Regions from separate parts of the Urocitellus parryii genome. Here region 2 is linked to region 1. Evidence: chromatin contacts called from public Hi-C data. All regions are on one chromosome and are shown on one strand. Each heading gives the region's core, a stretch centred on a gene start, on an enhancer-like site or on the middle of the called end of the contact. The rest is flanking DNA. Distances are from core to core; before and after follow the strand shown. Region 1 holds the start of LOC113195066 (3-ketoacyl-CoA thiolase B, peroxisomal). Region 2 holds the start of Myd88 (MYD88 innate immune signal transduction adaptor).

The links. A called contact is a pair of places that touch in the nucleus more often than the background predicts.
Region 2: a Hi-C map of liver shows a contact between it and region 1, with 3 times the contacts expected there. The contact joins the promoter of Myd88 here to the promoter of LOC113195066 in region 1. A contact is called at or near these places in 2 of 2 Hi-C or Micro-C datasets (liver and muscle).

What each region holds. Positions count from the first base shown.
Region 1 is chr3:194,337,688-194,341,749 of mUroPar1.hap1, reverse strand. LOC113195066 (3-ketoacyl-CoA thiolase B, peroxisomal) reads left to right here and starts at 2,195. Exons shown (of 12, transcript XM_026406447.2): 1 at 2,195-2,446; 2 at 2,597-2,690; 3 at 3,841-3,898. The coding sequence starts at 2,276.
Region 2 is chr3:194,547,432-194,551,493 of mUroPar1.hap1, reverse strand. It overlaps Myd88 (MYD88 innate immune signal transduction adaptor), which reads left to right and starts at 1,845. Exons shown (of 5, transcript XM_026405932.2): 1 at 1,845-2,244; 2 at 3,048-3,182; 3 at 3,583-3,763; 4 at 3,940-4,031. The coding sequence starts at 1,917. It overlaps LOC113194703 (3-ketoacyl-CoA thiolase B, peroxisomal), which reads right to left and starts at 127. Exons shown (of 10, transcript XM_026405910.2): 1 at 1-127. The coding sequence starts at 79.

The DNA.
Region 1 (4,062 bases), core at 946-3,445:
TTTTTATGATTAAAACCATACAAAAATAAAGACGAAATGATCTCTGATTTAGCAACTAATAATATATGGTCACATTTACTTTATATATCCTTTTAGATTTTTCTCTCCTAATTTGCTAGGTATTTCAAATCCTCAAGTCACAGGGTCATTTTAGACCAATATACTTTGACAGGCCAATTGGTCTCTGACTATGCTATCATCATGTTTAGCAAAATCTGTCATGCTTTTGCATCCCTTAATACTCAATTTTTTCCATTTAACTCAAGAATATATTTTTTATTGTTGTAGCAAAATATGCATAATTTTACCACCTTAACCATTTTTAAATGTACAGTTCATTAATGTTAAAAAATATTCACATTTTTTGACAGTCTCCAGAAGTCTTTTCATCTCAAACTATATTGATGGAACAATAACTCCTCATTCCTCCTTCCCCCAGCCCCTGCCAATCACCACTCAACTTTCTGTCTCTATGAGTTTTCCCTATGCAAGCAGAGCCAGGACTGTCTCCTGGGAAGCACTGATCAGATCCTGGGGGCAATGTCAGGGTCACACTGTGGCTCTGCTGCTCAGGGGATGCTGGAAAGCAAAGTCATACCTCAGGGCTACTCTGCATACCCAGAGCCCACCCAGGTGTCCCTGAGGGCATAGGGGCAAGGCTGGGGAGCTCCCCAGAAGCTAGGTGGCCCAGGAGCCAGTCTGAGGTAACACATGGACCACTGCAGGGAAAGCTGCAGTCACTGATAATGTCTGAGCATGCTGAAATGTCACTAGTTTGTTTCTGGATTAGGATTATAGATGTTTTTTAAAAATATACTTTTCAATTTTTCTAGAACGAACAGGGAAAAAACAATGTACTTTCCTTAAATAGATCAATAGCTTTTTAACAACAGATAATCCTAAAGAAGATGTCAGGACACAGGTGATCTCCACATATCAGAAGATGTGTGGCTGGAACCAGGTCCTCAGATCCTAGAATAGCAGCCCCTGCCTACTGGCAGGGCCAGGACCCAGTACCTGGGACCACCCAACCTGGTGATGGGCAGCAGGCTCCTGAGCAGCTGGAGTTGAGGATGGTACTCCTGGTTCTGCCCTGTTGAGGCCTGAGCCCACAAGGAGGGGCCCAGCTGTCTGGAAGACCCTGCCAAACCCTTTGGAACCCACTCAATGAACCAGCTCCTTTCACCCCCAGAGTAGGGATTCACAGGGTGCCCTGGTCCTTTGGTATCTTAGAGCAAAAGTAGTACAACTCTCCCGGGTCTCAGGTAAACACATGGATCTCTCATTGGCAGTAGGGGAGCACCTGATCTTGCTCTTTAGAGTTTAAGACATAGTCCAGACTGGAGGAGCCCTGGTTTGCTCACTAGTTCATCAGGAATTTATTGATCACCTAATTAGTGTCAAGCACACTAAGGTTCCAGGGACATAAGATCCTTGGTGTGGACCCTTCCAAAGGAGAGGATAGGCACCAATTGAATCATCCCAAACAGATGTAAAACTGACATGAGTGTGGGATGTCCTCTGACCAGAGAGCTTGTCATATGTCACCACCTTCATAAAACCCTTTTTCTGTGTTGGCCAGGAATCCCAAACTGCCTTCTTTTCTGGAAAGACTTTCCGGAAAAGCCAGAGTCCTTTGGAATAGGTCTAGTTTTCAGAAGTATTCAGGTCTTCAAGCTTGGGTCCTGGGATCCAGAGCATAGCAAAGCAGACTAACTAGGATGGGGGAACAGAAATTCACTACCAGCTCTAACCAAAGCAAGAAGCCAGACAGGGCTCCAGGTGGTCCCACCTTCTGACTGACAGCCGGCAGTCGGCAGGGATTTGGGGGAAGGGGCTCCTGTTGAAGCCCAGTTGATTTCAAGAAATGTGCAGGGTGCTGGGGACAGGCCTCCGTTTGGGTTGCAAAATATCTGCCAAAGGTGGAAATATTTCCAGAGCATTTATGGGCGGAGCTTCACAATTGTCCGCATCCTGATTGGCCCTGAGGTAGTAGGCGGGACTTTGAGAGAAAGACGTTCCCCGTGGTGCCAGTGGGCGCGGCTTTGGAGGGCCAGTGGGAGGCGAGCTTGTCCTCAGAAAACCCTCTTTCTGGTTGGCTGAAGCAGGTTGGGCAGAACCTTGGGAGGACCTATCAAATCCGTCAGGCAGGCTGTCGGCCCTATACAGGCTTTTAAAGGCTGAGGAGCGGGTCCGCGCCTGCGCGGGAGGCAGTTTTTATTTCCTACTCTCTGTGGGCGAGGCCCAAGACTAGTCGCACTGTCTCAGCGGCGTAATGTTGAGGCTGCGGGTTGTTCTGGGCCACCTCAATGGCCGACCTAAGTCGCATCCGGCGCTGCAGGCTGCACCGTGCTTCAGTAGCTTCCCGCAAGCCTCGGCTGCGGACGTGGTTGTGGTGCACGGACGGCGCACTGCCATTGGCAAAGCGGGCCGCGGCGGCTTTAAGGTGAGGTCCCTGGGGAATGGTGCCTGGGGTGAGACGGTGGGGGCTAGGGTCTGTTCATAAACTCAGTAGCCTCCGGGCTGCGGACACGCGTGCTGCAGTGCTTTCTCTGGCCACAAACCAGGTTCACCGCAGCTGTGCCTCCCGCTGCAGGACACCACCCCAGATGAGCTTCTGTCCGCCGTCTTGACTGCAGTTCTCCAGGACGTAAAGCTCAGACCTGAGCAGTTGGGGGACATCTCCGTGGGTGAGTGCACCACCCAGGCCCGGCACAGGGTGCTTCCCGGTCTTCTGCTCCCTCCAAAATCCTGCTTCCACACCTCCAGTCCCCGCTTCCAGTTCTGTGAACTGTGAAGTCCACTGACTTCAATGTGATCTCCTCCTGTGAGCCAATGCACCCCCCAATCTCAGACATTTTGCTGCTCTTTATGTATTTTGACGAATAAGTATAAGGAAAATTCCTGCTTCCACACCTCCAGTCCCGCCTCCAGTCCCCGCTTCCAGTTCCCAAGTTGTCACTGAAGGGAACTGTGAAGTCCACTGACTTCAATGTGATCTCCTCCTGTGAGCCAATGCACCCCCCAATCTCAGACATTTTGCTGCTCTTTATGTATTTTGACGAATAAGTATAAGGAAAATAGGTGTCCCAAGTGCAGAAATTCTAGCACCTAAGGGTTCCAGAGCACTCCGGAGACCTGAAGCCAAGGTTCTCTGTGCCCTGGATCGTATCTATTCTAGAGCAGAGATGAGAGAATGCCAACACTCATCAAGTTCAGTACCTTATTTGCAGATGGAGACACTGGGTATGGGGGTTGGTGGAAGATTTGCAAAACAGGATTGAACATAGGGCCTTGAGCTGTGATTCAACACTGTTTTCCACCCCTACACCTCTTCCCTTGAACTATAGCAACATAGTATATATCACCATTTCATCCAATGAGTTCTTCACTTAAGCCACTCCTCTTTACAGTGACAGCAGTTCTTGGAGCAGGATGACTTGGGGAAAGTGTACATATTCAGAATATTTCACTTGCCTGACTGCCAGTGCTGTTGGCCTTCAACCTTTGCACTGTGTTCCTCTTTCCCTCATGTCTTTCATGTTACGTGGAAAAGAAGGATAACTGCCCAGCCTTTGCTGATTTTGGAAGAGGAAGGTGCATGAGCATGTGAGCTTGGGACCCTCCAACATTGGGGCTCATATATGAACTGGACAAACTGTTGTTTGTCTGGCTCCCCTTACTCCATATGTTGAAATTCCAGAGCCTCAAGTGAGCCAGTTAATGGTTGATATTCCTGAAGAAAGATCTGGAATGTCTTCTTTCAGGTTCACAGCAGCCCCTTAATTCCCAGGACACCATCTAGCATTGAATAAAGTTTTTCTTTTTTCTCTCCCATAGGAAATGTGCTTCAGCCTGGAGCTGGGGCCATCATGGCCCGGATTGCCCAGTTTCTGAGGTAAGTTATTTTACTTCTACCTCTGGCGTGGCCATGTGATTCTTGAGTGGGATCTGGCCCCTGAAAATTCACCTCATTGTAGTGGAGATCAGGATGGACATCAGATGTCAAAAGATGTTGGTGGAGGCAACCACAGTGCTTGGGATCCTGCTCTTCGGACCCAA
Region 2 (4,062 bases), core at 596-3,095, 210 kb before region 1:
AGCTCGGCGCAGCCTGCAGCGCCGGGCCGGACTCGGGCCGGCCAGTGAGATGACCCAGAACAACCTGTAGCCTCCACATCACGCGCTCGGATAAGCTGACCAGCTTTGGGACTCACGACCGACCCTCGGAAACAAAGTCACTCGCGCAAGCGCGGAACCGCCCCTCTCTCCCGGCCCTCCCAAGCCGGACCCAGAGGCACAACCATTCAAAGTCCCGCCTATTGGCCAATCAGGGTACGGTTCTTTCTGAAGCCACGCCCAGAAATGCAGCCTGGAAATTTACCCCCTTTGGTAGACTTTAGTATCCAAATCCGAGGCGGGACTCTTGAAATAACTTCTTGAAATAATCGGGCCCTCTAACAGGAGCCCCTTCCTCCAACGGCCCGGCCCGCTCGCTGCCCGCCGCCAGACAGAAGGCTGAACCACCTGGAGCCCGCCTCTTGCTTTGGTTGGAGGAGGTCGGGGCTCTAATTCCAGTTCCCAGGTTCTAGTCTGCTCGGTTCCCCAGCATCCAATCCCAAGGACCTAAATACTTCTGATGCTCCCAATCCTACTCCGAAGGGGTCAGACTCTCCCGGGAAGTCTTTCCAGAACTAGGCAATTTGAGATTCTTGGCCGGTGCTGAGAACGGATTTTCAAATGTATGAAAGTGTGACAAGCTCTATAGCTAGAGAGAGAACAATTCTGATACCAATTTTACATGGCTTGGAGTATCTCATTAGTATCCATCCTCCTCTCTAGAACGGATCCACACCAAGGTAGAGAGAACCCTATGTTAGAGGGCCTGCAATGTATTTGACACATAGTAAGTGATAAATAAATACTTGTTGAATTAATGAAACCAATCAAGGCTCCCTAGATCTGTACTGTGTCCCTAATACTAACTAAAGAGTAAAACCAAATACTCCTTGACGGACAATAGCAGGACCATGCATTTACTAGAGACCTGTGTGAGTAGTGCTGTGTTTTACCCAGATACCAAAGGACCAGGCGCCTAGTAAATCACAACCCTCCGCCTTTTGAGCGAAGAACCATAGCCTGCCTCAAACTTAAAGCAGTATGTCCTTTTCCACTGCCACTTCGAGATGCAAAACTGGTCTCTTCCCATTCTCCTTCGGATTGTGTATTCCGCAGAGAACAGACCTGGTGACTCCCCCTGTTCTCTTCCACTACCTCAAGGGCAGCACCATCTGAACCTCTTAGATCCCCAGTGAAATGGATGTAACACCATCAGATCCCATAGAGCTAGGCCGGTTTCCTACAATTCCCGAAATAGGGCCATTCTCTCTGGTCTTTCACTCACCACCACCATCTGACCCCTTGAGGACAAGTCAGACGACCTACCCAGATCTCAAAGAGCAGGTTCTGCTGGGTACGGAGGCATATGCCTGTAATCCCTGATACTCCAGAGTTTGAGCTAGGATGATCATAAATTCCAGGCCAGCACACTCAAATTAGCGAGACCCTGACTCAAAATTAAAAGGGGACGGCTTTGGGGGATATAGTTCAGTGGTAGAGCGCTTTCCCAGTATAGAAGAGGCCCTGGGTTGGAACCCCAGTATTAGAGAGAGAGAGAGAGAGAGAGAGAGAGAGAGAGAGAGAGAGAGAGAGAGAGAGAGAGAGAAAGAAGAGAAGAGAAGAGAAGAGAAGAGAAGAGAAGAGAAGAGAAGAAAAAGAAAGAAAGAGACTCAAAGGGCAGGTACTGGATTCCTATATTCACCGCCCTTAAGTCTCCAAGTGAGGGGTGGGGCGCTCCAATTTGGCACCCCTGCGTGGGCCTTCAGATTCTACCGCAGGGCGGCGCTTCTCAAAAAGCGAAAGCAGCTGGGGCGACGAGGGGAGGGAGCCGTAGAAGGAGGAAGTGGGACTTGCTACGCGACCTTACAGAGCCAAGGATCCTCCAGGACGACCCTGTCATGTCTTCAGGAGTCCCCAGTGATGAGTCTGCACCCCCGGCCATTTCTACATCCTCCCTGCCCCTGGCTGCGCTCAACGTGCGAGTGCGGCGCCGCCTGTCGCTTTTCTTGAACGCGCGGACACAGGTGGCCGCGGACTGGACCGTGCTGGCTGAGGAGATGGGTTTCGAGTATTTGGAGATTCGGCAGTTTGAGGCGCGCACAGACCCAACCGGCAGCCTGCTGGACGCCTGGCAGGGCCGCCCTGGCGCTTCCGTAGGGCGGCTGTTGGAGCTGCTCTCCACGCTGGGCCGTGAAGACGTGCTGGTGGAGCTGCGGCCCAGCATCGGTGAGGCCTTGGATCCAGGGTGTGGGAGGCTGACTTTCTCAGGCCTCAGCAGCCTGTGGGATGGCTCCGGGCGCTGGAAAAGTTCACAGAGGGAGACGATCAGGTCCCTTGTCAGTATCTCTGACAAGATAAGGATAGAGCAAATGCGGCAAAGGCCCTGGGAGGCAGAGAAGATGAGGGCAAAACTTAGCAGAGGCTCTCAGGTTGGGCCAGATGTTAGTCTGAGGCTGCACTGGAGCCTCTGAGCTGCGTCAGGTAGGGCAACAGGACAACTGAGGGACTGGAAGCTGATGGTCTAGAAACTTCAGGTGCCTGGGAAAAGAACCCCTCTGCCACTCACTGGCACTCTCTAATGTATTGCACAGGAGGTCCAGCTGCCCAGACAGGCACACATTGCTGGGTTGGGGTCACTGCCATCACTGCACCATAACCCTGGGTTCTCAGCCCTCCTCACATGCTCTCATCCCCCTTTCTCACATCTGCCCCTGATCCTGAAAAAAAGACCTTCATTCCATTCTCAGGAGCCCTAGAAGGGGGTCAAGGACAAGGGACAGGAGATGCTGCTGGCTTCCCACAAGGCCAGAACTCCACAATATCCTTTTGGGAGAGTCAAAGCTCTGGTGGTGTGTGGTGGGGGGGTGAGTGCATGTGTGCATGCTCAGCTTGTCAGAGCTGTGGAGCTGCCCATGGCACCAGCAGCTGAAGGCCTAGACTCCAAAAGGGCCAAAAGAGGTGAGACAGGCTAGATCCTGTCTGTGGGTGGAGGGCTGAAAAACCTGACATACCCTGTCTCTCTCCTACAGAGGAGGATTGCAAGAAGTACATTTTGAAGCAGCAAGAGCAGGAATCTGAGAAGCCCTTACAGGTGGCCAGAGTAGACAGCAGTGTACCACGGACAGAGGAGCTGTCAGGCATCACTACACTTGATGACCCAATGGGTAAGGGCCCAATACTGTTCCTGTGGCACAGGCAGACAGGTGGGCGACAGCCACAGGACAGTGTAATATGCAGAGCATGGATATTGGAAGCAGATGGGCTGTGAGTCCTTGAGCAAGCCTTGGTTTCTGAGACTTGGTTTTCCCACTGAAAAAAAAAAAATGGGGCTACTACTAGTCCTACCACTATGTTGCTCAGAGACTCTCACGAAATGATGGTTAACCCAGGGCTTGGCCTCCAGGGCCTCACCTGTCCTCTCCTGAGAAGGGCACTTTCTCTGAGTCATGTCATCTTGGGATGGGTGTAGAGTCCAGGACTAGGTTGCCTAGGCAATGAACTCTTGGCTGGTTTCCTTCACAGCTTCTTTGTTGCTCTGACCATCACCTTGTGCTCTGCTCCCAGGGAAAGTACCTGAGCGTTTTGATGCCTTCATCTGTTACTGCCCCAGCGATATCCAGTTTGTGCAGGAGATGATCCGGCAACTAGAACAGACAGAATATCGGCTGAAGTTGTGTGTGTCTGATCGTGATGTCCTGCCAGGCACCTGTGTCTGGTCCATCGCTAGTGAACTCATCGAAAAGAGGTTGACTAGGGCCCAATAGTGGGTGGGTGAATGATGACTTGCTCAAAGGTCCAGATGCTGGGCTTTTCCTGCCAGCTGGCCCTGGTCACAATGGCCCTCCTTCCTCTGAGGCTACCCCCTGGGAATATGCTGAAGTAAGTTACCATAGTATGTGCAGCCTGCCCACTCTCCCTTAGGTGTCGCCGGATGGTGGTGGTTGTGTCAGATGATTACTTGCAGAGCAAGGAATGTGACTTCCAGACCAAGTTTGCACTCAGCCTCTCCCCAGGTAAGCTTAGTTCTTCCCTGGCCAGATGCAC